Linked DNA regions of Mus musculus: all the other regions are linked to region 1. Evidence: chromatin contacts called from public Hi-C and HiChIP or PLAC-seq data. All regions are on one chromosome and are shown on one strand. The core of a region is the stretch at or near the end of the contact, and the rest is flanking DNA. Distances in the headings are between cores, read along the strand shown. Region 1 overlaps Sipa1l2 (signal-induced proliferation-associated 1 like 2). Region 2 overlaps Disc1 (disrupted in schizophrenia 1). Region 3 overlaps Disc1 (disrupted in schizophrenia 1). Region 4 overlaps Disc1 (disrupted in schizophrenia 1).

Evidence for each region. Hi-C and Micro-C count contacts between places; a contact is called where the count stands out from the background. HiChIP or PLAC-seq counts read pairs in DNA pulled down with a chosen protein or histone mark.
Region 2: a contact with region 1 is called in an H3K4me3 HiChIP or PLAC-seq map of bone marrow-derived macrophages, with 5 times the contacts expected there. The contact joins two enhancer-like sites. A contact is called at or near these places in 2 of 484 Hi-C or Micro-C datasets (bone marrow-derived macrophages and nephron progenitors) and 8 of 115 datasets of contacts at active chromatin or transcription factors (bone marrow-derived macrophages, craniofacial prominence, embryonic basal ganglia and 5 more).
Region 3: a contact with region 1 is called in a Hi-C map of bone marrow-derived macrophages, with 22 read pairs. The contact joins two enhancer-like sites. A contact is called at or near these places in 9 of 39 promoter capture datasets (the C10 cell line, cranial neural crest, embryonic stem cells and 6 more), 2 of 484 Hi-C or Micro-C datasets (bone marrow-derived macrophages and cortical neurons), 14 of 115 datasets of contacts at active chromatin or transcription factors (SST interneurons, VIP interneurons, acute myeloid leukemia and 9 more) and 1 of 9 other capture datasets (embryonic stem cells).
Region 4: a Hi-C map of bone marrow-derived macrophages shows a contact between it and region 1, with 19 read pairs. The contact joins two enhancer-like sites. A contact is called at or near these places in 3 of 484 Hi-C or Micro-C datasets (bone marrow-derived macrophages, cerebral cortex and pre-B cells) and 11 of 115 datasets of contacts at active chromatin or transcription factors (the NIH/3T3 cell line, VIP interneurons, bone marrow-derived macrophages and 8 more).

Annotation. Positions count from the first base shown.
Region 1 is chr8:125,540,664-125,546,184 of GRCm38.p6, forward strand. The region is part of intron 1 of Sipa1l2 (signal-induced proliferation-associated 1 like 2); the gene reads right to left. Among named protein-coding and RNA genes, the nearest start is that of Gm51602, 13 kb to the right of the region's middle. Within about 2 kb of position 2,703, at least 32 of the 459 cell types and tissues checked have an H3K27ac peak or open chromatin away from gene starts, as enhancers often do. A contact at or near this core is called in bone marrow-derived macrophages and cerebral cortex, where this site is marked.
Region 2 is chr8:125,102,238-125,107,758 of GRCm38.p6, forward strand. The region is part of intron 3 of Disc1 (disrupted in schizophrenia 1); the gene reads left to right. Among named protein-coding and RNA genes, the nearest start is that of Disc1, 51 kb to the left of the region's middle. Within about 2 kb of position 3,299, at least 4 of the 459 cell types and tissues checked have an H3K27ac peak or open chromatin away from gene starts, as enhancers often do. A contact at or near this core is called in bone marrow-derived macrophages, where this site is marked.
Region 3 is chr8:125,222,425-125,227,945 of GRCm38.p6, forward strand. The region is part of intron 10 of Disc1 (disrupted in schizophrenia 1); the gene reads left to right. Among named protein-coding and RNA genes, the nearest start is that of Gm30713, 160 kb to the right of the region's middle. Within about 2 kb of position 2,192, at least 51 of the 459 cell types and tissues checked have an H3K27ac peak or open chromatin away from gene starts, as enhancers often do. A contact at or near this core is called in bone marrow-derived macrophages, where this site is marked.
Region 4 is chr8:125,251,069-125,256,589 of GRCm38.p6, forward strand. All of the region lies in intron 12 of Disc1 (disrupted in schizophrenia 1), which reads left to right. Among named protein-coding and RNA genes, the nearest start is that of Gm30713, 130 kb to the right of the region's middle. Within about 2 kb of position 3,398, at least 249 of the 459 cell types and tissues checked have an H3K27ac peak or open chromatin away from gene starts, as enhancers often do. A contact at or near this core is called in bone marrow-derived macrophages and cerebral cortex, where this site is marked.

The DNA of each region.
Region 1 (5,521 bases), core at 1,453-3,952:
CCTGAAACACTGCCGCTGGGCCAGACATGGCCACCTTGACTGAGCAACATGACCACCATGGCCACCTTGGAGCAGCAAAGCTGTGGAGACCCAGCTGCAAGAGACCCAGCTTGTTAACATCCCCCAGGGAATGGTGTGGAAGGCTGGTGGGATCACAAGACCTTATCTGGCCGTTCCCTTCCTGAGATTCTAATCTCCACCAAACCAGAGGCGAACAATCAACTGGGGTGGGACCTGCTAGGGTGAGGCTGCCAGAAGTGGCTAAAGGATTCCCTAAGGTGAACTTGGGTAAAATCTTTTCTTTGGTCAGTTGGGTCTATCTGGGATAGATAGGCATCTCTTTTTATCTCCGCAGGAGAAGTCACAAGACAACCAAATCATGTCAACAATGTATCCTAAAAACATCAACATTCTTCAGTGGAAGGGCAGGGTGAGTTCAACAAACTTGCAGTGCTTCTCAGAGCTTGCCCTGTGTTGAAGCAGCGGCTGTTCATTACCCACTGAGAGGCTTTCTAGGGAAGAAGAGATTTCAAGCAAGCAGCTGCTATTAGCAAGAAGTGTCTCCCACCTTTGAGAGGCTCCATGCCCAGGTTCTTCACTCTCTTGTGTAGTTAGAAGACCGCCAGACTCACCACGTCCTACCCAGCTCTAGGCCGAGACTACTGGGTGTAGGGCCTCATCCTGAGGCTGTCATCAGAACCAAGGGGGGAGGTGGGGCTCCAGCTTCCTCAGTCAAAAGCCAATGAGAGACAAGGAGCATGGCTCTGCCAACCAATCTCTATCTAAAGTTCCTATCAGAGTTAGGTCAGGGAAAGAGACTAACCTTACCAAGTACCCTAAACCCAACAGCTTTGTGTGGTGACCTAATAAATATTAAGCCTAGGAAGGCAACTAAAGTTAAAGGTGACAGCAGTACACACACACACACAACTGGTATACCTAAGCTTACACCAAATTCTGCTCATGGGAAAGCTGGTTACTGAACTGCTTCTAGAATGGCCACTCATTCATTCCCACAGTGTGCTGACCAGCAACTGAGCTGGCAAGCAGAGCTCTAGCCAGCATGGCTGATCCGATGGGTGCAAACAGAGAAGAGGTGTGACAAGAGCATGCAAGGCTGAGGGTACAGGACGGCCATATCCAGAACCCTCACAGGAAATCAGAGATGGCCAAGTAGAAATGGGGTAGGAAGGGCAAGTACCAGGATAGAGGCCACAGGAGAAGCAACCTGGGGGCAGGAAGGCGAGAAGTAAGGGAGAAGTAGCAGAGGGGCATGGGTCAGGGGCCACCAGTCTTGGTGATGACAAGAGAGAACTGATTTCAGCCTGAAGAGGTGACAAGACGATGTGGAAGTCATGGCAAGCTGGACACTGCTTTGCATGGTCCAGCAGGAGAGGCTAGTGTGGACTGTACAGGGAAAATGGAGCCTTGAACAAAGTCACACAGAATGCTAGCTAACACTATGCCTTGACCTCTGAAAGCATGGGCAACCTCTGTGCCCTCCATGAAACCTTGACCACAGGGTGTCCACAACAGATGGCTCACACTGTCGCTGTGTGTGGCACTCCTTTAAAGCACAGCTTGCAGCCATCTTGGAGACCCCTGGAGTCCTTTAAGGCATGCGTGCTGCATAATAAACACATAAGTGTGATATGAAATCTCAGTCTAGTCCAGTTGCTGTAACAACAACATGAGACAGCCCAGTTGCTGTAACAGTAGCATGAGATAGCCCGTGCTGGAGGCTGGAAGTCTAAGGACAAAGCCAGAGGCAGAGGGTGGGGGTACCCACTTTCTGGGTCATGAAAGATACATGCTGTTTCCAAGGCCTGAGGTAGAAGAGATCTCCTTCATAGGTTACTAATCCCATGCCCAGGACTCACCCCTCATGCCCCACCTTTGTCTAAGGAGCCACCTCCTAAAACCATCATCTCGGGGAGCTAGGAGTTTAACCTGTGAAGGGACAAGTAAACCAGGCAGAGCTGGCCCAGGCCACAGGACAACTCCACTGCAAGTCTGTCTGACCTAGAATTATCCTGAGCACTCCTAAGACCGTCTACAGAACCAGGCTACTGTCTGGCTAGAGACTAGCCACCCCCAAGAAAAGACCTTCCAACGCCATAAAGCGAAGCCTGTCTGTTTAAATTTAACTCTGTACTTGCTTTATTGTGCAATTTCCTTGATGACCCAAAATCCACCAGCTCTGATCACATTTCTTCCCTTAACAAAAAAAAAAAAAAAATTGATTCTGCTCAGAAACAGGACATTAGGAATGTGCTTTAAGCCCTGGGGTGCAGCAGAAGGGGGTTTCAGACTCAGATTATACACTGTGTAAATTAACAGCAGTGGCTGGGGGGGGGGGAGAGGAGCGGTGTCACACATTACAGCTGACAACTTGTTAGCAAGCTGACTGTTCCACTAGAATGGCTACAGTCTCACAGCAGATTCTGTAGCTGCACCCCCACTCCCACCCTGTCTCCGAGCCTGTGCTGTTATGGGCTCAGTCGGACCAACCACGGAGCATGATCCACTAGCACCTCCCGTACCTGCACCCCTATGCCCTGCACCTCCCTTACCTGCATCCCTATGCCCTATCAGGCTCACCACCCAGGCAGGAGACCCGAGGCTGCACGGTGCTGACAAGCCCCACCTGTAAGAACTGCGAGCGGAACATTTTTAGCATCTGGGGAAGTTGCACTATGTTCTGTATACCGTCCCAAGTATCTGAGGAAACCCACAGCCTGTGGCGTACAACTCCATGTGCTCATCAGGGGAAGCTGCCTGGTTGGTTCTGCACACAGGGCAGAGTTCCCCAGAACCTGGAGACCATCCTTGTACCCTGTCTCCCCACAGCACTGGCCAGAGCTGTGCCAAATACAGTTCTGCCAGCAGCAGGGCCTGGGTCTTCCACTACCAGGATTTCTGCCAGACATCACAAGCTGGAGGCCCACTGCTGGGCAATCCTGCCCTGTTCTGCAAAGGTGCATGCCCAAGAACATTCAACGAGCCACCAGCCAAGCACTTATCTTCCTATGCTAGATAAGAAACCCTTCCCCTGGAGCCCGCTTCAGACTTATCAGATGCTAAACTGCAGGGCAGTACCTCAGTGAGCAGAAAAACAAAAAACTGCTGGGTCTGCTCGCACATATGCAGAGCTCTCCAGACGCTGGGCACAAACCTGTGCCCTGGGAAGGAGAAGTAACACAGTCACATGGACAGCACGGACAGTTACCGTAAGGTAATCAGCAACAGTCGTCTCTTTGCATTCTTGTGCTATATTAAGCAGAATTTGAAAACAATTATAGGATCAACTTTTATAGTTACCTTCCCTAAGAGAGTAGGAAAGTAATATGCCTGGTTTTGTGGGGTTCTGTTTTGAGACAGGATCTCAAAATGTAGCCCTGGTCAGCTGCAATGTTCTATGCAGACCAGGCTAGCCTCAAATTCAGATACACATGCTTCCACCTCTCAAGTTAGAGGATTAAAGGTGTGCATTACCACGTCCTGTACCAAGCCTAATTTTTTTTAAATTTTATTTATTTATTTATTTATTTATTTATTTATTGTTTTTTCAAGGCACGGTTTCTCTGTATAGCCCTGGCTGTCCTGGAACTCACTTTGTAGACCAGGCTGGCCTCGAACTCAGAAATCCGCCTGCCTCTGCCTCCCGAGTGCTGGGATTAAAGGCGTGCGTCCACACCCACACCCTCTTTATAGGACTCCAGTGTCAATCAAAGTACAAGTACACCAAGGTCCACCCTGGGGCGCTAGTGAGTTTATGGATGACATATGGAACAGGGGGTGACCCCAAAGCAATCACAGCACAGGCGCAGGGTGGGAGGGTTGGAGATGGTAAGCTCAGAGACTAACACTCTAAAAACATTCACTTGGCTTGTTTCAGGTAGGAGGATCTCCTGAAGGCAAAATCACCACCCTACCCCCCACCTCCACCCCTGCACATACGTGCACAGTCTCACACGCACAGTCACACACACACACACACACACACACACACAGAGCGATAGAAGAGGGAGCTTCCAGTGCTCTGGGATTCAGGACCTATGATACTGGGGTGACCGACTGAAACAGCTGTCAGAAACTGACATTTGTATTTCTTGTCTATGACTACGTATTTGCATAATTTCATGAGAGATAATATCCTAAGTTAGAGAGCAGACATCTACAGCGTGGCCCTGACACCTCCGAGGGAGAAGGAGGACAGAGAAACCTGCCTTAGAACTAACTGTTCTCCCCACTGAGCCACCAACCTGAAGACACAAGGACCCAAGGTCCCTGACACTCATTGTGTGTGGAATTGACGAGCATCTAGACCCTCACTTCCATGCGAGACTTCTGAGGAACAGGTGGGCATCCTTTCCTTCCCATCAAAATCTCCCACAATGCACTGCAGCATGGCTACACACTTCCAGGACTTTACATAAAGACCCTTCAGAACCTTGACCACTACAAGCCTTTAATAATCAACCCGGCCTGAAGCCCACAGGCACCATTGCTGTAGGGGGCAGATGTATACCTGGCAAATGTGGCCTGGGTTAAATGCTCCAAGGGGGTCAGTGGCAAAGAGCCAAAGATGAAGTCCTTCTCTTTGCTGCTGCTCTTGTTTTGTTTTGTTTTGTTTTGGAGACAGGGTTTCTCTGTGTGACCCTAGCACTCATGGAACTCACTCTGTAGACCAGGGTGGCTTTGAACTCAGAGATTCATCTGCCTCTGCCTCCCATGTGTGGGGACTAAAGGCATGCACATCCACCAATGAACGATGAAGAGCTTTTCAATACACCTGGAATTTTCCCCAATACCAAAAAGTTTCACACCAGATCAGATGTGGCTTTGGTGACAGCTTCATGGCATTCACTTCATAATCAGGCAGTTCTCCCAAATGACACTGTGAAGGACAATCCCACCTGCATCAGTGCTCACACTACTCCCATCTTGGCTTTGGTCTTTTCCTATGTCCCATGAACCACTATTTAAATGTGTGATGAAAGTGTTAGATGTCACTTCAAAAATATGTGGAGTACTTGAAGTTTATGACAATTGTTTCTGAGGGAGTGGGCTCAGAAACGTTTAGAGATTCCGAGGAAGCCAATGAGGAAGGGAGGCCAGCTGAGGAAGGGAGCTCTGAAGGCAGTAAGGATGTGTCTGTCACTAACCAGGGTAAGCAAGCACAGGTGCGTCTGAGGAGACCTCAGCCAGAGAGGCAGGCAGGGGTGCTGCAGACCTCTGGCCCTGTGAGGAGTGTACGAGCACGGGAGGGTCATCCCTGGATGTGTTCCCCAGGAGGAATAAAGGATGGACTCTGTCCAGAGGCCCAAGGCTGGGAGACTAATGGACAGCAACTATCAAACAAGAGAGTCTTGTGCAGTCATGAAAGTGCCCCATCGTGCTGTCTGATGTGGTAGCAACCAGCTGCGCGTGACCACTGAGCGTGTGACTGCGGGCAGCAAAAGGGGCAGCGTCTGCATTTTTAAGTGCAGTTTGTACTGACCAACATCATCACGTTGGC
Region 2 (5,521 bases), core at 2,049-4,548, 440 kb before region 1:
CTGAGTGAGCGTTAGCCACAAGCACAGACCTGGAATTGCACTTAGGTGTTCAGAGGCTACGCAGAGTCTTCAGCTCACATCTTTGTTTTTTTCTGTTCAGTTTGGCTTGTACCCAGCTTCCTGCTTCAGATAAACGGAGAGGGTCTGGCTTATTGCTAGGGAGAATGCCGAGAAACCAGGACTCCGAGTGAAGGGAACATTTCATATGTCGTAATAGACAGACAAAGTTATTTTCTGTCACGACAATGGATTGGCTGGGATGACCTTTTGCGGCTGATGACAGTGACAGGCGGAAGGGACAGTCTTCCACTTGACCTTTATACAGTGTGCCAGCTAACGCCGTAATTTGGAATCCATTGTTATTGACAGGCTTGGCAGAGCACGGACTTGACAGGAGCTTGTCGGAGGGAGCTGGGAACCGGCAGCAGCAGCAGCACTGTCAGCCTCGGAGTGCAAGAAGGACCTCTGCGTGCCCAAGGGTGGCTTGAAATGATGGCTCTCCCCACTCTCTGCCAGCACACTTAGTGTAAATTAGCTCCTCAGGGAGTTTGTTTTGAAGTGAGATTTGCTCATAATGAGTTGTAATTGTCAAAAGCTTGGTTCTTCTGTCACCCCCACTTACACTGGCTTGTCACCCCGACTGTCAGCTCTCATCTTCCTTGTCAGGGCCGTGGTGGGATGGTTTCTTCTCGTCTTGTCTATCCCTTTATTTTTGCCTTTCTCTGAGGTTTGTTCCCTTCCTGTACTTTCTACCACAGGGACTTTCCCTGAGAGTCCCTCGTGTGGATTGAAGAGTGGGTTCTGCTTCTCTTCGTGGACTGCTTTAGGGCAGAGTCGGTTCTGGGCATGGTTCGGGGAGGGGTGGCCAGTGGGCTTAGTGAAGGAAACCCTTCTTACGAACCAGTTTGTCCCTCCTGACACTGCCCCGTGGATCCCTCTCATCAGCTCTTCAGGGACCCACTGTTGGTCCCAGCTGTGGCAGTTAACTATGGGAAAGGGCCTGCCATTGTGAGATTCTTGCCCTGCTCCCAGCTTTCTTCTCAAGCCTGGTATGTCATGATGGACAGACCACATTTCTGAGTACAGCAAGCCTGCTTTGCTTTCCTGCCAGGCCAATTAAGAAGCCATGAGCAGATACACATAGCTTGTTGACAGAAAGGGCTTCGTCGCAGGGCTTGGCTAGACAGTCTTGGATAAATGTTTCTGCTTACCTGCATGATGGTGGCGCACACCTTTAATCCCAAGACTCAGGCAGAGGCGGGCAGGTTTTTTATGAGTTCAAGGCCATCTTGGTCTACAGAGTGAGTTCCAGGACATCAAGGGCTATACAGAGAAACCCTGTCTTGAACCACAACCCACCACCACCACCCCCCCCCCCCAAATCTGCTTTTTAAAATGTCATAGCACAAATGAAAAAGAAAAGGGGTTAGGTAGAAAAAACCAGGATGGAAATGAAGCAGGCTGTGGAAACATGAGGCGTCTAAGAAGACTATTTGGCTTCGTGCTCCTAGCAGGTGAGTCTCCCCTGCTTAAGCAGGCTGGGGAGACCAAGGGTATTCACGCCTTCAGAATGGGAGTCCATTTATGCCAAAGGGTGAGTGGAGGCCTGGCTCTTCCTCTTTATCACACAGGCTCCAGGGCCAGGGGTGGCTGTGTGTGCAGCTGGCAGTCCTGAGAGGATTTGCCTTACAAATCTCCACCCCATTTGGCTCCAATACCAAACAACAACAACAACAACAACAACAACAACAACACAAACCAAACCAACCAAGCCAGACGGCAAATGTGTTTGAAAAGTCCCGCTGAGGAGCCAATACCCTGGGAAGCTCCAGCCCCCCCCCCCCCACACACACACAGAGGGAAGGCTACCCTCCCCGCAGCCCCGTGATGGCTTGGTTTAGTGGAAGCTTGACTTCGTGGGATTCAGGCACAGCCAACCCATGACAGCCTCCCTGGGGGAATCACAGTTTCTGTGGGGCCGGGGACCCTGACTGCATGCTCCCTGCTTAGTTACTGGGCCCAGGGATAGATTCTCCTGGTTCCAGTGCTGGAAACTGAACTTGGATCCAATGGAAGGGCAGCTAGTGCTCTTAACCCCTGAGCCCCCTCTCCAGTCCATATATTCTTGTAAGGAAGAAAAAACAATCTAGAAAAGTTAATAGAGAAGGGCACATGTAGGTGCCCGCTGCCCTCTTAGACCTTTCTGGTCGCTGTGACGGAATATCCAGACATAAGCAGCGTTAGTAAGAAATGGTTTGTCCTGGCTCACGGTTCCTGGGTCCATCATGGTGGGTGGTATGGCAACAGGTGTTTGAGGGAGCCGGTCACAGTGCATCCGTGGTCAGGAAGCAGGGAGAGATGATGCCGGTCACAGTGCATCCGTGGTCAGGAAGCAGGGAGAGATGATGCCGGTCACAGTGCATCCGTGGTCAGGAAGCAGGGAGAGATGATGCCGGTCACAGTGCATCCGTGGTCAGGAAGCAGGGAGAGATGATGCCGGTCACAGTGCATCTGTGGTCAGGAAGCAGGGAGAGATGATGCCGGTCACAGTGCATCTGTGGTCAGGAAGCAGGGAGAGATGATGCCAGTCACAGTGCATCTGTGGTCAGGAAGCAGGGAGAGATGATGCTGGTGTTTGGCTTTTATCTCCTCCTTATTTGTCAATTAGTCAGTGTGTGTGTCTCTACCTCAGTCAAACTCATCCAATCTCAGTAATCCCCGACAGCCTGACAGAGGCATGCGTTCAAGGGATTCTACGCCCTGCCAGTCGCTACTAACAGTCGCTACGACAGTCGCTGCTAACGTCACACATATAACCCCAACTCTTAGAGTTGACGCAGGGGAATCCAGTGTTCTAGGATAGTTTGGGTTACGCATGCAGACTCCGTCTCAGAACAACAGAAGAAGTCAGAGTGGAAACAGTACAGAGAGCTGTACTCTGGGCCCTACCTCTCTTGGTGCCAGTCCATGCTCACCCTAAGCCCTGGGCAGGCAGCAGCTCACATGCAGAGCCAGGTCTGTAGCGTGCTAACAGCTTTCCCCGTTCCTATACTGTGCGATGGTGGTGGACACACTAGCCGTGGCTGACTCTTCTTACCAAGCCTCATGCACCCCAAGGAGTCACTTACACATGGCCCCATGGCTACGTTAACACTGATTAAAATGAACCTCTCTGATGGTCCACCCAGAGCAAACCTTGAAAAGTACCGACTTCATTCTGGTTTATGACACAACTTGGTCTGGTGATTTTGTCCCACCAATGATGTCATGGTGCCCCTAGACACTGTGACTCACACAATAGCTCCCCCTTGCCTCTCCCTCATCCTTGGCGGGTGACTTTCGTAACCATGCGAGTTCTGCCTTTGTCCTTCCCTCCCTTCTTCCTCTCTCTTTCCTGGAAGCTGAGTAGGCTGTGTCTTCTCACCCAAAGGACCCCTAGTGCATGGTGACAAGCTTGCTGTACCTGGTGTCAGTGAACAATCGACTGTCTGTGGGTTAGCGGAGTCTGTATCCATAACCTCCAGGAAGAAGGACACAGACACAGAACAAAACACCACTGGCTTTGTGTTTGTGTTCTTGTTACTTTAAGCATCCCATTGGCTAGTGGCTGCCTTCTCAGACAGCGTACTTTTGATGAAAATGGTCGCCAGCCAAGGCAAACATGCACTTAGGCTTTTTCTTGGGGCCTGCATTGTAAGCTTGGGGCTCCAGAGGAAATGTGTGGGAGAATTACTCAAGGTCTTAGCCTCTAGCAAGAATGCAGGGATGCTGAGCTATGCTGCCCAGCCTGGCTCCTGGACACTCCAACTGTGACATTCTGTCCATCTCCCTGGGTCCATGTGAGCTCTGGGCTCCAGGGACACCTCTCTTTGTGGATACGTAGGGGACAAGGAAGGGGTGTAGCCTCTCAGACAACAGAAAAGATGATGTCATTTGGGAGTGGTCAACACAGGAGGAAAGTTCTCTCTACTAATGACATCACTCCAAACACCCTGCCCACAGCTCACCGATGACATCACTCCACACACTCTGTCCATAGCTCTGCAGGTGGCACATGGGCTCACAAACATCTCTGCTGCTCTGCCTCAGAGTTTTAAAAACAGTCCAATAGAAGAACGTAAGACAGATAGATGGATGTGCATGATACCACATGCATTCCTTCCTTGTGTGTGTGCACACATGCTTGTGTGGCTGCACATATGGGTGCAGGTGTGTGCATGCATGTTGCATATGTGGTAGTTAGTCAGAGGACACCCTTGGGTGTCAGGCCTCAAGCCCTTAGCATTTCCATTGTTTGAGACAGGTCTCTCATTGGCCAGCTAGCTCTCAGGAGTCTGTCTGTCTCTGTCTCATCATCACTAAGATGGCTGTGTGTTCCCCTGTGCTCAGCTTTTAATGTAGATTCTGGGGATTTGAACTCAGGTCTTCATGCCTGCAATGCAAGCGGTTTGCCAGTAAACCACCTCCCCAGCCTATACTCTTTCTAGCTCTTGATTGATCTGGGTGGTCAGTGATACTGTACCCTGCCCTGCAAGGCTCTGGCATGTACCTGCAGGATTATTGTAGAAAAGAGTACAGGTACAGGACTGCCCTGATAATGCACTTCAAACATGAAGTCTAGCAATTTTACACTTGAAATGCCAGCTCATGCAAGCCTCCTGCCGCTTGTCTCCGGCGCTCTGAAAGATAATAGAACAGTTGAGCATAGCAAATGATCACCAGTGTGGAAAGCATGGACTCCTAGCCCACAGTGTGCTGTTTGCCTTGCTCTGAGGACACCCGTGCATTTTGCCTTAATTTTACTGCATGCTTGTCACCCCCTCTTACTTTCTGTTACTGACATTGTGCTAAAGTGCATGACAGAATTTAGTTATCCATGTGTCCCATGGTTCCTTTAAGGGCTTTGCGACTTCCAGGTGGCTTAGAACCTAGGTGCCAGCAGAAACTTGTGCTGCCTGTGTGTACCTGTGTGTCCTGAAAGAGGTGGTCAGCAACAGGAGTGAGCATACATCTTACATACGAGATGTGGGAACATCAGGCAAGGCCATCGTCAACTCTTCCCTATGTGATGGTCCTTGAGGGGCTGGCCACATCGAGTGTGTGCCTCATGTCAGAGATGATGTTCTGTTGCTTAGCTTTTGTTTCTAGAAGCATGGGACCCAACAGAAACAAGTTGAGGGAGACAGGATTCATTTTGGCTCACAGCTTCTGAGGGTCTCGGCCCTTGGTGGTTTGGCCTCATTTCCTTGCACAGAACATCGTAGCAGTGGGAGCCACAAGTGAGGAAGGAGGAGCTAGAGACTGCCTCCTGTGAGCCATTTCCTCCAGCTAGGTCTCCCCAAATGCCTACCCATCCCGAATAGCTCCACCAGCTGGCAATAAAATATGTAAGACAGGAACCTGTGATGGCTATTCTTGGTTGTCAACTTGACTCCATCTGGGATTAACTAAATCTCCCAAATGGAAGACACATCTGTGAGTATGTTTAATTAAAAAAAAATCGCTTCATCTGAAGTAGGAA
Region 3 (5,521 bases), core at 942-3,441, 320 kb before region 1:
AAGCCAGATGCGGGGGGGGGGGCAGGCTTTAAACCCAACCCTGGGGAGGTAGAGACATGAGGATTTATGGGGCTCACTGGCTCTGCCTACTTTTTAAGTTTCGAGTCAATGAGAGACCCTGTTGTGTTTTATAAAAAGAAAGAAAGAGCCAGGAATATGTTTGATAGAATGAGGTTGGTGTGGGGAAAGGGGTGCCTCTCCCGGCCCATGCCAAGGCAACCCGTCTCTCTGAGGTACCAGCTACAGAACAGTATAGTATAGAATAGAGTTTATTTAGGGCTTGGGGAGGGGAGTTGAGGGGGTAGTAGAGGGAGAGAGAGAGAGAGAGAGAGAGAGAGAGAGAGAGAGAGAGAGAGAGATCATACAGCAGTAGAGGCTGGCCTGAACATGTGGAAAGAGAGGGAGAGGGGAGTGGGGAAAGAAGGCCCAGAGAGGGAAGAGGGCAAGAGAGTAAGAGACTAAGAGAACAAGGAGGGGGGCAAGCAGCCCCTTTTATAGTGAGTCAGGCACACCTGGCTGTTGCCAGGTAACTGTGAGGTGGAGCCTAGAAGAAATACTAACAGACCCCATCTTAGAAAATCCATGCTGAAACACACACACACACACACACACACACACATTTTCTAAAAGCAAGAGAGACTCTCTTGCCTTCCTAGTGAGTCTCAAGGTCATGGCAAGTTCTCCACCTCCATTATGTAAACAGCCTGCTCTTTCTGTTGCCTGCCCTCTGGCCAGATGCCTGCAGCTCCCTCAGACGGGGAAGGACAAGTGGTAACTGAGTCCTTGTCAGTGGCTCTGCTGGAGACTGAGCAGCCTGCAGTGGTTCCCACGCACAGCATCATCGGCTGGCCGAGGTCCTAGTGTCACCTGCTGCCTTCACAGCCACACACCTGGCACTGAGTTTATGAGCCGGAGAGCCCTGACCTTGTGTATCCCCGGCCCAGGAATCAGCTGTTTGGGTCTCCTGAGCTCTGCATCTCTGCATAGAGACCCATTGTAGACGTCCAAGAGCATCTGGGGTTGCCACAGCTCCCTATTCTACCTCTCTTTCGATAGTTCCCAGAGACAGTGGGCATGTCACCTGGAGAAGATGGTCCATAAAGAAGCAGAGGCCTGACGTAACCCTGGGCATTATGCCAGGAGGACCACTGTGTGACATGGTGTCAGCCCTGAGTGAGTCCCTGGGAAGCAGGGGCAATTACTGATGTTATTCTCCTAGTCCTTGAATTGTAATTATTATGTGGATGTGAGGCCCTTTTTTAGAGATAGCGTGTGTTACATGGCTCTGAACAAATGCCTATTCACCCCAGCTATGACAGTAATTCCACCCAAGTCCAGCTTGGTGAAGCAAGGAGTTCATTGGGCTTGTAGGTGAATGAGTGGGGGTTCTTCACAGAACACAGCAGCTTTCAGGCAGCTATGTCAAGAGTGTCCGCCACAGCAACTGCTAACCCTTAGACATTCCTAGGAAGGGGCCACTTCTGGGAGAGTATGCGGGTGGGCTGATCTCACAAGCATCTTGTGGAGTTCAGCACTGGTGTCCTGAGTCAAGATGGATAAAGCTATGTTACACTAGAGGATACTTCCAAAGACCACTTCACTCTCAGCCTTCACATTCCAGGGTGGCTTTCACACGTTTAAAGACCACCGTTCCTAAGTGTCGTGGTGTGTCCTGTACTCTTAGTGCTTGCCAGGTGAAGGCTAAAGAACTAGGAGTTCAAAGTCAGCCTTAGCTACATATGAGTTTGAGGCTGGCCTGGACTGTAAGAGACACTGTCTCAAGAAAAGACACACGCACACAAAGACAATTACCAGGGAGTGTCCAACCTCGGATGAGTTTAACATACTCAAGGCAAAAGTCTTTTTGATGCATTTGGCCATGAATTGAGAAATTAAAGAGCCATTAAGCTTCAGTCAATATGTCAATGGCAGAGATCCAATTTGTCTTTAATGAAATGAGAAGGTTTTAATGATTCCAGGGCGTGTTGAGATTGCATGATAGTTTAATTTGACAACGTGCCAGGACCCTGTGACCTCCAGACAGATGGGTTCTAAAGTCTCTGCTGCTGGGGGCAGGGAGGTTCTCAGACCTTCTCTCTAGAAGGCAGGCCTTTCCAAGACTGTCAGTGACTGCTCTCCCCAGTTCTCACTGGTGAGTCTGATCCACAGCCACAGGAAGTACACGGTTGACATAGCATGACCCGTGGGGTTCAGAGTCAGTCTGCTCCCACTTCCCCCTCCGCCTGTCCCTCCTTCCTGTCCCTGCCGCCTGCCTGTGTCCGGCGGCTGCTATGAGAGTGCCTGTGATGAGGAATGAGTCCCAGGTTCAAACACACCAGGCTCTGCACCATTACAGCTTACTGTCACACCAGCGTGGAGGGCTGGATCCCTCCTCAAGCTGCAAAGAACTCCTTAGCCTCATTCATCCCAAACTCGGCGATGCTCTGTGTGCGAGAGCACTGGCGTGGATCCCCACACTTGGCTTTTCATGTGGGTGCTGGACACCTGTGCAGCAAGCAGTTCACCCCACTGAGCTATGCTAAAGAAAAAAAAGTCCCCAGACCAGTGAGATGGCTTGTTCAGTAGTTCTTCCACGGAGCCTGGTGATCTGAGTTTGCCCACTGGGACCCACTTGGTACGAGGAGAGAGCTGATTTCTTCAAGTTGTCCTCTGACCTCCACCTGTAACACACATGAGTATGGGGCACACACATACATACATACATGTAATTAAAATTTTTACGTTTCCAATGGAAATCATGTAATTATTTCCTGGACGAAGCCTAAGGTGAGAATCACTAAGAGATGACTTGTGACAACTACACAGACCATCTGGCCAAGTTACTTCCATTATTATTCTGTAAACGAGACTGTAAGCAATGCCGTGGTTTCCCCAGAGGTGCCGCAGCCGCTGGGGCAGGCCGGTGCGATGCATCAGCCGGCTCAAGCCTGTCTTAATCGACTCTTGCATGGATTTCTCTATTTGTTGCTCTCTGTGGAACTGTCCTTGTTCTGACAGTGGAGTTTGGTAGTGCTGGCAGTTACAGGATTGGATGGAAGTGGCCCCCGAGGCTGCTGTGGCACAGGTGTGTTCATTTGTGTGGCTCACTGGAGTGTGAAGGGGAGATGGGGTTTGAAGGATATCTCCTCCTCCTGCTAGTCAGAAGGGCAAGCTGCCCCTGGAGTTTGCCTGACCTGTCATCTCTAAGTGACTGTGAGTCCTTTCAATAAGAGGAAGGGGCTAGTCGGGTTTAGGTGAACAGTCTGAGAGTAAACATGGTCCCACGTAGGTTTTAGCATCCAAGAGGGACTTCTTTTGACATTGTGACATAGCATGTTCATCTACAAAGTTCACTATGGAGGACCCTGCCAAAATTTTCTATCGTAATCCCCTTGTGTTTTAAACAAGTCGCAACATGTTAGGTCACTCTCATGGCCATGCTTGGCCACGTGTGGTGTGCAGGCAGCAGTGGAAACACCTGGTGGACGTTCACACAGAAGCCTGGAGCCTGGTTCTCGTCTGAAACTCCTTTAGTCTGAACTCTTCTGACAGCCAGCAGACTGATGTCCAGACAGTCTAATCCCCAGAAAGATGATGCTGATCTCATGTCGGGGTGAATAGAGTGTCCCACATATCTTTTTTTTTTCCAAGACAGGGTTTCTCCGTGTAGCCCCGGCTGTCCTGGAACTCACTCTGTAGACCAGGCTGGCCTTGAACTCAGAAATCTGCCTGCCTCTGCCTCCCAAGTGCTGGGACTAAAGATGTGCACCACCACGCCCGGCAATGTCCCACATATCTCGTCTTCTCAACGGTTCTTATACTACTGGCTTTTTGGCTTTAACTCACTGACCCCCCCCCCAAAAAAAATATTAAGCACAGTCAGGTGATCCCCTTGCTGTTATTGATTTGGCTGCATTTGGCTGCATTTGGGAGGCCTCCCCACTGGACCTCACAATCCAATGTGGGGAGCAGCCTGCTTCTCAGGGGAAGGTAGAGAGATTGGATGACTTAGGAATCATCTTTCTGGTGTGGCTTGATGGATTCTGGGGGCCTTCTGTCTGCTAACATTAGAGAAGGATACACTTCAGGACTATCTCTACAGCATGGCTTGAAAGCCCTGAGAAGGCCTTGATAAGATCATCTTTGTCTCTGGTTGGAGAAGAGCAGAACTTGGGGCAGAACAGAGTGTGGTCTGGCACCGTGCTTTCTGGCACTGCATGTGTGTCACTTAACCATGCACAGAGGCTGAGAGGCCACCACGGGCAGGACAATGGGACGTGGCTCACCTGAAGAGCTTGAGATCTCATAGCTGAGATACAGAAAAAGCCCAGCGTCCTCTGATGGGGCCGAAAGCTTGAGGAGAGCCTGTGCGCCCTCCAGATTAGGAACTGTGTGCTCAGTGCCAATGGGAAACACACAGAGAGGCAAATATTTGCTTGAAGAGTGTCTTTCTGACACGCCAAGGTACGATTCTCCCCTGAAAAGCCAATCACTAGCTAACCCCAGTTCCGCATTAGAATCAGAGGAAAATGAACCCCCACAGCAAGAGACCCCTCGTTTGGTACATCCAGCGGAGATAATGTGACCAGCATGCAAGGCACAGAATACTGATAAGGCTGTGACAAGTCACGCTTAGACTCGGTGTCACATTCAGATGGTAGCTGAGAGATGAAAAGCAAACAGAAATTAATCCCCCTCCAGGAATCTCATACACATTCACTTAGCGCTAGCCTGCCGCTCAGCGGTCTGTCTCCCATTCTCCCCATTAATAACTATAATCAAATGTCCATGATCAGTTTCCACCAACCGGGTAATTGCTCTGGCTCCCCCATTCTCTGGGATGGGCAATGTGTTCACAAGATGGGGCAGTTGTGTAACCGTTCTGTCCATGCGAACTCCGGAAGTCAGCCGTGCCCTGCAGCTGTGAGTGTCAGCCCACTTGCTCTCTGTGGAGTGAAGGAAGGAAGTAATTTTATTGTGCTATTTTTAGACTTCAATTTAGATTTCAGCTGTTATGATACTCTGTGTGCCTGGATGGATAGAGATGTCTGCACACAATTCCTCGGTACAGTTCTGAGTTGGCCCTGGGCTCCAGCAGGTCCCAGATTTCTTCTCAGCCTGTGACCGCAGCAGTGCCCTGTCACAGTGACTTCCCCTCAGCTGAGACCTGTCGGGTCATAGGGTGATGGTGCCATCATGTACCCATAGTGCCTGGCAAACGGATGCTTCCTTTTACCTGAGGAGGCTCAATCTGTCCTCTCCTATACATGCCTAATGGGCACCCCACAATTCTCTGTAAGTAGACTCAGTTCATGGCTGTCTTGCAGTTTGAGACAGTTTTCTAGAGGCGGTGGATGAAAGCTCTGACAAGAGGGTTTCCTTTCTCACAAGCCAGAAGGATGAGGGCACTGGGCTGCCTTTGCCTCTGCCGTGGAAGATAGCTCTGAACCTCAGGAGAATTCCTAGGTCTCCAGCATTAGGAGTGAAGCTAGCCTGAAACACTAAGGGGTTCTTGGGTGTG
Region 4 (5,521 bases), core at 2,148-4,647, 290 kb before region 1:
TCCTTTTCAGTCTCTCGGGAATTGTTTTACAAAAGGAAGTCTAAAAGTGCTGTAGTGCCTTCCCATGCCCTAGCAGCTGGAGGAGACTGTTGATCTTATCTGTAGTCTGGCACATCTTGGGTCTGTTAGCCACAGAGTCTGAGACAGGCACACAGCAGGACCAAAGCAAAATGGAGGCTTTGGCAGGCATGAGGATGGGTTTGTGTGGCATAGAGGAACAACCAGAAAGAAACAAAGCAATTTTACTAGCTCACCTTCTTAAGGACCTTTACAATACCAAGAGTTTCCAAAGCCTTCTTTGAAGTCCTTTTTTCTGCCTTCTGCCGGTCATAGATAGTGGGGTATAAAAACTAACACCATTGTGGGTACCTTCTTTCTGCTATCTAACACATGCTCATGGTCAGGCTTCACAGAGTCCTCCTTGGTTCTGATAATCATATTTTCTTGCACCAAACTCAGTATCTTATGCCACACGACAGACACCTACATCCAAGAGACATACGGGCTCACTTGTGTGTGCAACAGGAAGCATGCATCCCTGGTGATGTGTGCATGCCTTTGTCACTGGGCAGCTCTTTGGAAGGGTGTGGATGAATTCTGTTCTAGTTTTATTTCTAGTGGCTGTTGATAAAACACCCTGACCAAAAGCAACTTAGGGGAGGGAAGGTTTGTCTGGTTCACACTTCCTGATTAAATTTCATCACTGGAGGGGAGGTCAAGGTAGGAATTCAAGTGGCTAGTCTAGTCAAGTCACCTCATGCCCACAGTCAAGAGCCAAGAGAGAAGCAAGTATGCCCATGCTGCCTGCCTGCTTAATTAGCTTCCTCCTCTCTTGTACAGCTCGGGCTCTTAGCCTAGGGAAAGGTGCTGCCCACAGGCCAACCTGACGTAGACAATTGTTCAACTCAGTGATTCTAGGTCTGGGCAAGGTGTTAGTTAAAAAGTTAACCATTTCAGGAACACGGACGGGGAGGGGTGCTTACCTGCCCTGATTCCCCTCAGGGGTTCACTCACAAGTGGCTTGCTGTAGCTATGGTCATCTACTTTTCTATTACTCTCTCTTCAACAGCCTGGCTTTTTTTTTTTTTTTTTTTAATGTTTGCGGGGAATGTAGGCATTTTGGTCTTTGCTTCTCATAGCCTGACTTTTTAGAACATTGGGTCCATTTTGCTTCATCTCCATGCATATATATTTAAGTAGCTTTGAACAGTCAGAGATTGGTCTCATTCAGAAGAGTTCTGATGAGCGGCCAATCGTGGCGTCAGTGTATCTCATGGTAACTTTACATCTTCCCCCTGCTTATGAACTTAGCAGGATGTTCCTTGATGTTCCTTGAACGACTTCTGTTGCCATTTCCATGGTTTGTTTGTTTGTTTTTAAATCCTGTTCTGCACAGTGCCCTGCCTCTTCCAAGTGCAGAATGCAATCTGCAATTGGTCCAGGAAGCAGGAGAAGGAGGTAGTGTGTTAGTAGATCACACAGACTTGAACTTTCTAAGGGACAGGCGTCTATGAAATAGGACAGTGATTATTGCCAGGTAATGACACAGAGCCAAACACTGTGGTGGGGAGGGTTGTCACAGGATTTTCCCTGTCCAATTACATTAAGTGCAGGGGAGGCCTGTGACTGGACAGGGAAAAGGGAGGCAGATCAAAGAGTTACAGAGACAGAGAGGTCTCAGGAGGAGAGAGGAGGAGGATGGAGGCTGACTTGGTGTTATCAAAAGGTTAGAATATTTGGGTTAAAGCTTTATCATTATCAATTAGTTCTGAAATTATTTATTGCCATCTTGTAAATTGTGCAATATTGATACATAAATCTAATTGGTTAACTAGAAGCTTAAGAGTCTTGATTTTACCGGTTACTGGGTATCGTGTTATCAAATTTTGAGGATGGTTATTGGAATGTGGGACAAAGCGGTGGGACCCAGCTGGGACATAGTGTTGTGGTCCACCAGTGCTGGTACTAGAGTGGGAATGTGGCCCGACGGGGTCAGAGAGTTGGCAGGTTGAAAGAAGCAGGAGTGTGGAGAGTTGGCAGGTTCATTAAATATTTCCCATAACAGTGGGGTTTGTCCCAGGTCTGCTGGGGTGGGGAGGTTTTGGGACAGCTGAGTGGGGTGTGGCTCATGATCCAGATCATGGTGAGAGGGCATGACACCTGATGATGCGACCCAGGGAGATGAGAATTTGTGGTGTGGCTTCTAGCATCTTTAGTGGCTCAAGAAGTAGAGATCTCAGGCCAAAGGTAGGGGGTGTTAGACCAGGATTAGGACCCTTGGGGCCTGTCTTTGTTAGGATTTTACTGCTGTGAACAGATACCATGGCCAAGGCAATGTTTACAAGAACATTTAATTGGGGCTGGCTTATAGGTTCAGAGGTTCAGTCCAGTATCGTCAAGGAAGGAACATGGCAACATCCAGGCAGGCATGGTACAGGAGGAGCTGAGAGTTCTACATCTTCATCCGCTGGCCTCTTAAGAGAAGACTGACTGACTTCTAGGCAGCTAGGAAGTGGGCCTTAAAGCCACACCCACAGTGCCACACCCACTCCAAGGCCACACCTCCTAGAAGTGCCACTCCCTGGGCCAAGCAAATACAAACCATCACAGGGCCCATCTTTGATGACCCGCTTACACCAATCAGGAGCTGCCTCTTAAAGGTTTCACAATTCTGCCAAACAGCACTACCACTGCGAACAACTGTTCAAGCATTTGACCCTGTCCAGGACATTCCATACCATGCCACTAAGAGTAGAAAAGTGCTGGGTTGGGTACTGAGTCAGCCCCTCCTTAGATAACATCTACACCACAAACACACATTTATCCCAGCTTTCCTCTGAAATCCAGCCCATGTTCTGTGTCACTGAACGAGAATAATACATAGAGTGTGTCTTTAATCTGAAGTAGCACTTGGATTCCCGTATTACAATGGGCCCAAGACAGGAAGCCGTGTTCACAATGCTCCGTGGGGTTCCACAACAAATAAAAGCTGTTGTTTCAAATTAGAATTTATCAAGGCGTCCAAAGAGGCTGCAGGAATCCCCCAGCCAAGCTCTGGCTGGTGTGTGTTTTCGTTTGTGATCAAAGGCACAATGCTGAGCGCTGCTGAAAGAAAAAGCTCGCAACTAATAGCATAGAAGAGCAGCCGCAGTGAGGGTGGCATCTCTCTTGATTCTGTTAAGCCGGCTGCCAGGACCCACTGCGCATGCGTAGCAGACGATTGCTGTTTAATCCAAGTCCACACTGGAATGTGCTGACGTAAACCCACGGGGGACACCTTTCTGGAGGACTTGAGTCCCGGATGCTGTGGCTGCCCATTCTTCCTGGGGTTAGAGCCCCCTTATCGTAAGCCACACGCCTGCAGGAGCAAAGCAGGTGGTGTACCAGCGAGCCATACACAGAGGGGCGGGCTGGGGACAATACTGCGGGGGCTTCTAAACCTTCTGAAGAGTTCTTGCACAGTCTGTCGGTGTCAGAGCCACAGCAGCCTGCTGGGTGGTAGAGGAAGGCTGGGCTGGCAGATCTGGGGATGGAGGAAAACAGGCTGCCTCTTTGTCCTCCTGGCAGGCTTCCTGAGTTACAGGCATTGTGAACAACTCAAACCATCAGCCAGAGGTGACCGCTTGCTCGGTTAACTGGGAGAGCAGGCGGTGGGGAGGGGAGCGTGGTGCCTCTGGGGAGAGGACGGGGCTGTGACTTCACTCTAGGCATGCTGGGGATCCATTAGCAGTGGTCTGAACCTGAGGGATGATTTCACAGGTTCTGGATTCTAATTAGCAGCTCCATTCCAAAATCCCCCTTGAGTCTGTGTAACCGTTCCTCCACGTCCGGAATGCCTCCATTGGAAAGCTTTTAGGCTTTGGTGAATTGTTAAGCAGGACTTGTTTTTCCCCTCCTTTTTTTTTTTCCTCTGACTTCCATAGCTCACTATAGGAGGAAAGGATCATATCCTGGCATCTCTCAAAGCCCCGGGCAGCTCTGCCAGCCTCTGCTGAGTCATGGATGAGCAAGGACCAGGCTGATTCTATTTACGTGGTATTTGCATCCCTGTCCAGAAGCCTCTTGGGAGCCTATTCTCTCTGCTCATTGGGAATGCACGGTGCCCAGTTGATTCGTCTTGCTAGTCTTGATGGCATGCAGAGACTAAATGTATCCAGGCTCATGAATAAACTCCACAGCCCCAAAGGGCTCCTGTCTGGTTCCACTTTCCAGTGTGTAGCCCGAAGAGGCCAAGGTAACAGAGCTGAGGGGCGATTGCCCTGTCTCCTTGGAAATGATCTTTTGCTTCTAAAACCAAAGAGCAGGAAGGACGGACATCTGTGGAGACCTTCAGTAATTTATAGTGGGGGAGTGCAGATCTGGGCAGGCTGCTCTCCGAGGCACCACTGTGCTCAGCTGATCGAGGGTGGCAGCCTTGTGCTTCCTTCTCCTTTCTGCCAAGGTCTGGGTACAAAAAGTTGGAGCAGACAATGTGTGCAGAGCAAGATGACTCTGCTGCCCATGGGACACAGTGTGAACTTAGCATGAGGCTGGTGACACGGTCTCTCTGTGCACGTAGCAGGTCCCTTTGCCACCAGTGGAAAGGGGCTGGGTCAGGTGTCTGTAGGTCCTTGGTGTCTTACTCAAAGCATCGAAATTAGTAGATACAGGTTTGCACAAGTAGCAAGAGTGCTTTTTTTTTTTCACCAAAAGGCCAGAAAATGTGTGTTCAAGAATGAGAGTGGACATCATGAATGTCAGTACTCAAAGGCCCTGAGGGTTCCTTTCATGGAGATAGAGAGTGGGAATTCAGTTTCTAAGGATGTCCTTTGTGTGGTTCTCTATTTTAACTACATAGTTTAAGTTGTATATTCTTCTCTCTCGTCTCTTCTCATAACACATCTGATGTCAAACATATGCCAGGTTACATATAGGCCTACAATGGAAAATAGGGGATTCTCCCCGAAGGTGCACTTGGAGGACACAGTTTGCTTTATTGTACATGCATCTAAAACCAGTCTAGCCCCTCCTACTGGGATAGTTGTTAAGGAGATGAGAAACTGATTTCATTGTTCAGAGAGGGTGGTGCCTGCAGCTCTAGGCAAGTGGGGGTTCTAGGTTGGCAATAGATTATCCAGTGCATTATTCACAGGGATGGATGCGCGTATCACTTGTAGGCGAGAGTCCTTTGCTGAGAGCATTGCTAGAAGAGAGCTATATGCACAGCCCAAGCCAAGTGGAGTCCTAGGTTGTTAAGTGATTCCCTATGCTTGCCTACTTTCTGGGTGTGTGTGGATAGGGCTTTTCTCCTGACTGCTCCTCCCCCCTACACAGGTCAGTTTTCTGCTGTAGTCCACATTGACTACAGAGGATCATGCATTGCCTTTAATCCCAACAACCTGGGAGAGTTAGACAGGAGGTTTTCAGGTTCAAGGCTAGCCTTAGCAGCTTTCTGAGATTCTTTCTCATAACAAAATATAAAAAGAGGGGTTGGGGATTTAGCTCAGTGGTAGAGCGCTTGCCTAGCAAGTGCAAGGCCCTG